Linked DNA regions of Mus musculus: region 2 is linked to region 1. The links are chromatin contacts, called in public HiChIP or PLAC-seq maps. All regions are on one chromosome and are shown on one strand. The core of a region is the stretch at or near the end of the contact, and the rest is flanking DNA. Distances in the headings are between cores, read along the strand shown.

Region 1 (3,490 bases), core at 538-3,037:
GCCACATGGACACAGCTGGAGCTGGAGCACAGTGTCACATGATCACAGCTGGAACTGGAGCTGGAGCACAGTGTCACATGATCACAGCTGGAGCACAGTGCCACATGGACACAGTTAGAGAAGCATCAGCTGGTCACTGAGGAGATGAAACCCATGTCTACCTTCCACTGCCTGGATAAATTCAGCCTGAAGTTTCCCTAAAAGCAGCTTAGAAACTGCACTATTCTTCTCATGGGTACGCCTATGACAGAGGCTTTTGTCCCCAGCACTGGAGCAACGGCTTCCTGAGAGTATCCCTGTCACTGCAGTGTTATAAACAGCTATGATGGACTGGCCAGCAGCCCAGTAGTTTCCAAGATAGGCGAGTCTAGACTTAGGTATGAAGGCCTGAGGAATGCTGGGTATCGAACCTACTGAGAGAACTGTCCAGAGAAGGCCAACAAGGCTAACACTTAGCCCATGTGGGCCCATCTGCACAGATGCCAAGTTCTCAGGTTTGGGAGATGGACAGAGGCAAAAGACAGAAGGCAGGGCACAGTCACCAAGTCTCCACATGAAGCATTTAACACAGTGGCTTCTATAGTGGGTCCCATGGAGACAAACCAATGTGGACGGCCGACTTAGCCCAGGGTAGAAGCCAAGGAGATTTTTGTTAAGAGTTTTTAAAAATGGATCCCAGTGAGAGAAACAGAAAACACTGAGGCTAAAGGATTTATCAGCCCTATCACAACCAGTTGAAACCTTCAGAATAAGCAGCGTTGTTCAGGAAAAGGCCTTCTGTCTCTAGGCAGGACCCTAAAGGAAAGAGCCAAGCTGTATGAGGAGACATGTCTGACTCCTCAGATGCTTTGTGGAATACCAAGGGGAAATCTCTCATAGGTAGCCACAGTGTGCATGGGTTCTTCATTCCTCCTTCTATGTGCCAAAGTGGACATTATCAGCTCTAAGCAAGTGTGGCCGAAGGTCAGTCAGGACCCTTTAACCTGCCCAGTGACAGCAACAAAAAGTGCTACATAAGTGAGTCAGAAAATACTTGGGGAAGCACTACTCAGCTGGATGCATGAAGAGCCACCTACACTGCGACCACTGGAGCTGTCCTGACTTTCAGGACATGCAGAAGCCTGGGTTTTAAAAAGATGAGGGAGCCAGATAAATAAATAAACAGAAATCTCCCAGTGACTCATGGAAGCTATTAGTGAGAAAGTTATGCTCACAATAAAAACTTGATATTCTCCCTTCTCTCGCCTTCCGCCTCCCAGCCCAGAAGACACAAGCCCAAGAGGAAAAGAGGGTTCCAGGGACAGGTGCATGCTGACAGCCCCGTGAGAGCAGGGTGTTCTGTCTGTCACTGGGGAGGACGTTGACGGGGGAGTCATTGTTCCAGTTCTTTTGAGACTTTAATAAACAAGAGAGAGAAATAGCTCTCTTGTCCCAGCCCTGGTTTTATATCTGGTCCCATTTGGTTACGCATTTGGTAGTGAGCAGTTTGCTACACATCCAAGGGTTGCAAGCACCGCGGTCGCAGGCACCGCACAGCCTTTCCATCTACAAAACGTATCATCTGTCTGTGAGGCAGGAGGCCCAGCTGGAAAAAGCCAGTTCTGTGCGTTCAGCTAGAAAGCACCTTCTTGTGCTCGCTGTCAAAATAATTTTGTATTAAACTTCTGGGATATGTGACTAATGTGCTTGGAACCCTTTCGAGCGACTGGCTTATTTATTTAAGGGAGTGGAGGGCTGTGGCTGCAGCTGCTGGGGGTGGCTGGTGACAGAGAGAGAGAGGAGGGGGAAGAGGGCGGGAGAGGAGGACAACCACAAGGGCTTGCACTGGGTCAGATCCTAGGGCTCAGTGCAGCGCCAGGGGCCTTGCTGCCACACTTCATTATAGGAGCATGAGAAGGAGCTGAGCCAGGCAGAACAAGGAAAGGAAAGGCCTGTAAAGTCAGGCAGGCACACTGCCCAGAGGTACAGCTGCGTAACCGTTCCTAAAAAGACTGAAATACACAAAAAAAAAAAGGAAAACAGCATACACACACACACAGAGTAATCTTGCAACAGCCCTTCCCCAAATCCACTGTAACAGCTCTGCACAACTTCTAGAAGAAAGTCCCCAGCATTGTAGGAAGGCCCTGGAAAATTTGTTGATTGGAGGCAAATGCCTCACCCCCATGCCCATGCATTCCAGCCTGCCAGTCCCACGTCCCTCTACAAACCTTCATTCCCCTTCTATACTCTTTGGCTTAATTAGAAACTTCTCTTTCCTTTACCAAACTAACAGGCCACTCTCACTCACACAGAGCGCCCAGGTCTGTCACAGCACTGAAGACTCTGCAGCCAGCCTCCAGGGATGCTCAGCTGTAGAGTGATCACAGCTTCCCCCACCACTGAAAACCTTCCCCAAAAGCCAGTATCCAGAGGGCACACACAGCATGAGGTCCTTACAATGGGCATCCCCAAAAGTTCCCTCAAGGCCTGCATCCACATGCAAACATGTGCCCACAGGTGAGTTTCCTTCTTATATGCTCTTGGGCAAACCTTCAACAGTCAATGTTAAGAAACACAAAGAGCTAAAAAACAGTGCACACTGAAAGGCTATGAAACTAACTCCTGCCAAGCCTCTAACGTCAGCTCTTCAAAACAGTCCTGCTCTCTTCCCTGGAACCGGTTGTACCAGGCAGTGCTCCTCTTCTGGCTGCAACTGGACATGGCAAAGGACTGGCGCATTAACGGGGAGAGAGGATTGCAGCCAATAGGAAACAGATGAGCCAAACGCATACGTGCATCTAACACAACCTTTTTTAACCCAACGATAATTGCAGATTTACATCACCTGCTTATCCTGTGTATATCTGTCTGTCTGTCTATCTGTCTGTCTGTCTGTCTGTGTCTGAATCTCAGCAGCCACTAACTGGAATGAAGCTCAAGGGAAGGAAGAAGGCATGCAAGCCTGGGAAAGTGATCAGGACACAGAAACAACAAGGGAGCTGCCGCCTCAGCTCTGCCTTGCCAACCTCCTTCATTGAGGCATCTATGCAGAATTGTTGGCAAAGGAAGTTTCCAGAAAACCATTTTCACTTTCTCTCCACAAACTCCACCTCCCTACTCCACCTCAGACCCACTTCAGGTCACATTTTATGCCACTTAAGGGAAAAGGTTTCTTGAGGGAACAGCTTTATGGTCCAGAGGATATCCTAGTCTTGTTCCATTTCTCAGATGCCACAGCTCCCCTCTCCTCAGCCTGGCCTTGCTGTCATGACAGTGGTGCTCTTGCCCCAGATCCACCCTCTTCCTGACTCCAAAGCTCCTTACTCCTCTCTTCTCATCTCACGGCTCTCTCATGAACCAATGTTGTCTCCTATCATCATGCCTTCTTCAGAGGAAATCAACACCTACAAAGGGTAGCTCCTTATATTCATTCACTACTTGTCCAAGGACCCCACCACTAAGCCCCATTCCCCAGACACCACCACTAAGCCCCATTCCCCAGACCCCA
Region 2 (3,136 bases), core at 307-2,806, 300 kb before region 1:
AAGACCGGCCTGATTTTAAGTGCTAAAACTAAAGAAACACTGAACCACAGATGTAAAATTATCATGCTAAACCTGGAAGCCCCTCTAACAAACAGTCCTAGCCCTATGCTATAAGGACACACATACACACACACACACACACACACACACACACACACACACACTCACATGCCGTATTTAAGTAGTTACAGTATAGCAGTGGCAAGCACCATCCCATGAATGCCACCATCAGAGCATTATACTTTGGGAACTTGAAGCGATTTCAATTTGAAGGTTTTGAGAAACATAAAATTAGTTCCTCAGGTCTGGCTTTTCTTGCAAGTGAGATGCCCGTTGTTGAACTGACACTGAATATGAAATATCCTTGGTATAAACAGAACATTCTTCCATTCAGTTCAAAGTGACAATGACAATAAGACTTAAACAAGATAACACAAGTGATAGAAAACATTTTATGGCATACTTCACTTGCCAGCCATTAGAATTGATCAAGTTACCCTTCCTTCTTTTGAGGCACTAGAGAAAAAAAAGGAAAGACCTTTATCAAGAAGAAGAAAATTGTCTTGACATGTACAACTTAGTTTGGCTCCAAAAGCCAAGAAACCAGGACAGCCTAGCAACTCACTGGTCCAAGCTGGCCACCAAGAAAGTAGAAGAAAAATACACTTCCTATATCAGATCCTTTCCAAGTGGAAACCTCTCTGGGCTTGAACACCAGTGTCCATACAGAATAGAGATATTCCCCAATACCAAATGAGAACTCATTACAGGATCATGAACTCAAGACACAGGGGTATGCTAAGTGGGAGATAAGAAAAACAAGAGCGCAGTGGAAAGGGCTCTAGCTGCCATGGCCAAAGGAGAAAGCTGATTTCTCGCCATAAGTGAAAATCTCAAAGGTCCCCATTGAGTTCCCTTGGTGAGTGAGTATCATTCGAAAGAAAGATATCAGAAGCAGGGTTCACCTGGGTTCTCTGGGAATTCTGGAGTCACTTATGTGAATTAGGCAGAATCCTTTATACATATAGGTAGGGATCTAAAAAAGTCATCTTTTGCACAGCCTATAAAACCCAAGATCACACTAGTAGCTCTGGATTATTCCGGAGATTTTTAAGTCAATTTTATTTTAACATCACCTATATACCATGTATCTAGACCAAAAGCTACTATAATGCACAGAACCACAAGGAAGGTTCAATAAATGTTTCCCTATTTATCTTATAAGTTATGGTCCACAGAGAATTTCCTCATGAGTCTAGCTTTTGAACCTCACCACAGCAGAAGGAAAAAGATGTGATATATTTATAACAGACGTACAAATCAAAACATTGAGACTCCAAAATACCAAATGACAACTGCACTCCTATCTTTGACCACAGGCTCTGTGTGCTGACCACATTACACAGTCCCTTCACCTGGTGCCACCTCATGCTTAATTATAAAACAGTGACACTTTATGACAAGTGGAAAGTATGCTTGTGTATCCAAAGCGAAGCTGAGAAGGATCAGGTCAGGACAGCAGTGATATTTTAGGGAAATGACCGGCAGTGACCCTTTTCTTGAAGGAATGTGTTTGAGGTAAACTCAGGGCTCAGATGGTCTGAGTTAATCCTGTGTGGACAGGATGGATGTGATGCCTGCTCTGTGGTCCCCATAGTAACCAGGACTAATGTGAATGCCTCCCTGTCTCACATCTACACCCCTTTTGTTGACACCTAAAGGTGTCCAAAGAGTCTAAGGAGGCAGGGAAAGTGTCTCATAAGCTTGGAATGGCATCAGTACTGACCATGTCCTGAGATAGAAACACAGTAAATCAAACCAAACCCAACAAAGGGCAGGAGGAAGAGAGTGAGAGAATTAATCTTCGTTTCTGATGAATAGTTCGTTGTGGGAAATAATCTATTGTTAATAAAAGATTCATTAATAAGTCCTATTTTGCAATTGGACTGATAGACACAATGTCAAGCCCCTTAGATAATTGTGCCAGGGACCATGTATGTATAGTAAGCACTGTATGGGGACTACTAGTGCCATCCCAAGGTAAGCTTTATCATTCATAGGACAGGACTGGAGATATCAACATGGAGACAGATGGATGGCAAAGGCCTGTTTTCAACTCTACTGCCCTCTGCTAAAGAGTGGATCAGCATTAGGGAGCCCAGAAGTAAACAGTATGAAACTAGAGTTCTGGTTGTATGACAGGGAAGGCAAATGCATGAAAAACATCAATATTTGTTGAAGATCCACTAAAGGACAAGCATTAAGAGAGACACTAACATGATGTCTTGGTTTAATAGATGTCAATACCCAGATAGGCACATGATACTCACTGTGAGATCCAGGGAGGGGAAGGACTGAGTCACACACAATAGCACAGGATGCAGAGAGGAGATCTGAACTGAGACTGAAGTAATTTAAAAACAATAATGGGTCTGGTGGATTATTCTATAGTTTCTGTATTAGGTACTATGCTATTGCAGTGATAAAATACCATGACTGAAGCACCTTGTAGAAGGAATGGTTTATTCAGGCTTCCAGCGGGATTAGAGTCAACCAAATCATGCGGGGCAGCATGGCAGCTAACAGCTAGCATAATGGCTGAAGCATCTGAGAGCTTCATCTCCAAAAGAAAGTAGGAGGCAGAGAGAATACTTAAGAAAGGGTACCAGACTTTAAGCTCCACCTCCTGTGAATACTTCCTCCAACAAGACCATATCTCCTATACACCCCAAATGTCACCCCCAATGGTGGACCAAGGATTCAAATGGCAGAGAATATGGTATTCAAACCATCACAGCTTTGTAATGATTTTCTGGGTTTGTGGGAGACAACATTTTGTTCATTTTGGGGCTTTATCAAATGGGGCATTAGAGAAGGAGCTGGCTAAGGGAGATTTCAGATGTAGTAAGGCTTCTGTTTCTAGGCAGCCCGGTGCTTCTGCTCGCTAAATGTGTAAGATAACGATTTTGTGATTGCTCGAAACAAGCCAGGTTACCAGAGATAAGGCTACTTGGACATCTTTACTTTCATGCACAGTTTTAATTCCCCAGGTCAGTAGGCTCACTAGTGAAACTGAGACTATAGCAACTCTGCCTTAAGCCATTCACAAAGTTATAGATTAGATCAAGTAAATTTA

What was found. HiChIP or PLAC-seq counts read pairs in DNA pulled down with a chosen protein or histone mark.
Region 2: an H3K27ac HiChIP or PLAC-seq map of heart atrium shows a contact between it and region 1, with 2.7 times the contacts expected there. The contact joins two enhancer-like sites. A contact is called at or near these places in 3 of 484 Hi-C or Micro-C datasets (brain, myocytes and psoas muscle) and 3 of 115 datasets of contacts at active chromatin or transcription factors (CD8 T cells, cardiomyocytes and heart atrium).

Annotation. Positions count from the first base shown.
Region 1 is chr16:24,489,243-24,492,732 of GRCm38.p6, reverse strand. The region is part of intron 3 of Lpp (LIM domain containing preferred translocation partner in lipoma); the gene reads right to left. Among named protein-coding and RNA genes, the nearest start is that of Gm24440, 85 kb to the right of the region's middle. Within about 2 kb of position 1,787, at least 127 of the 459 cell types and tissues checked have an H3K27ac peak or open chromatin away from gene starts, as enhancers often do. A contact at or near this core is called in heart atrium, where this site is marked.
Region 2 is chr16:24,787,476-24,790,611 of GRCm38.p6, reverse strand. The region is part of intron 8 of Lpp (LIM domain containing preferred translocation partner in lipoma); the gene reads right to left. Among named protein-coding and RNA genes, the nearest start is that of Mir28a, 39 kb to the left of the region's middle. Within about 2 kb of position 1,556, at least 6 of the 459 cell types and tissues checked have an H3K27ac peak or open chromatin away from gene starts, as enhancers often do. A contact at or near this core is called in heart atrium, where this site is marked.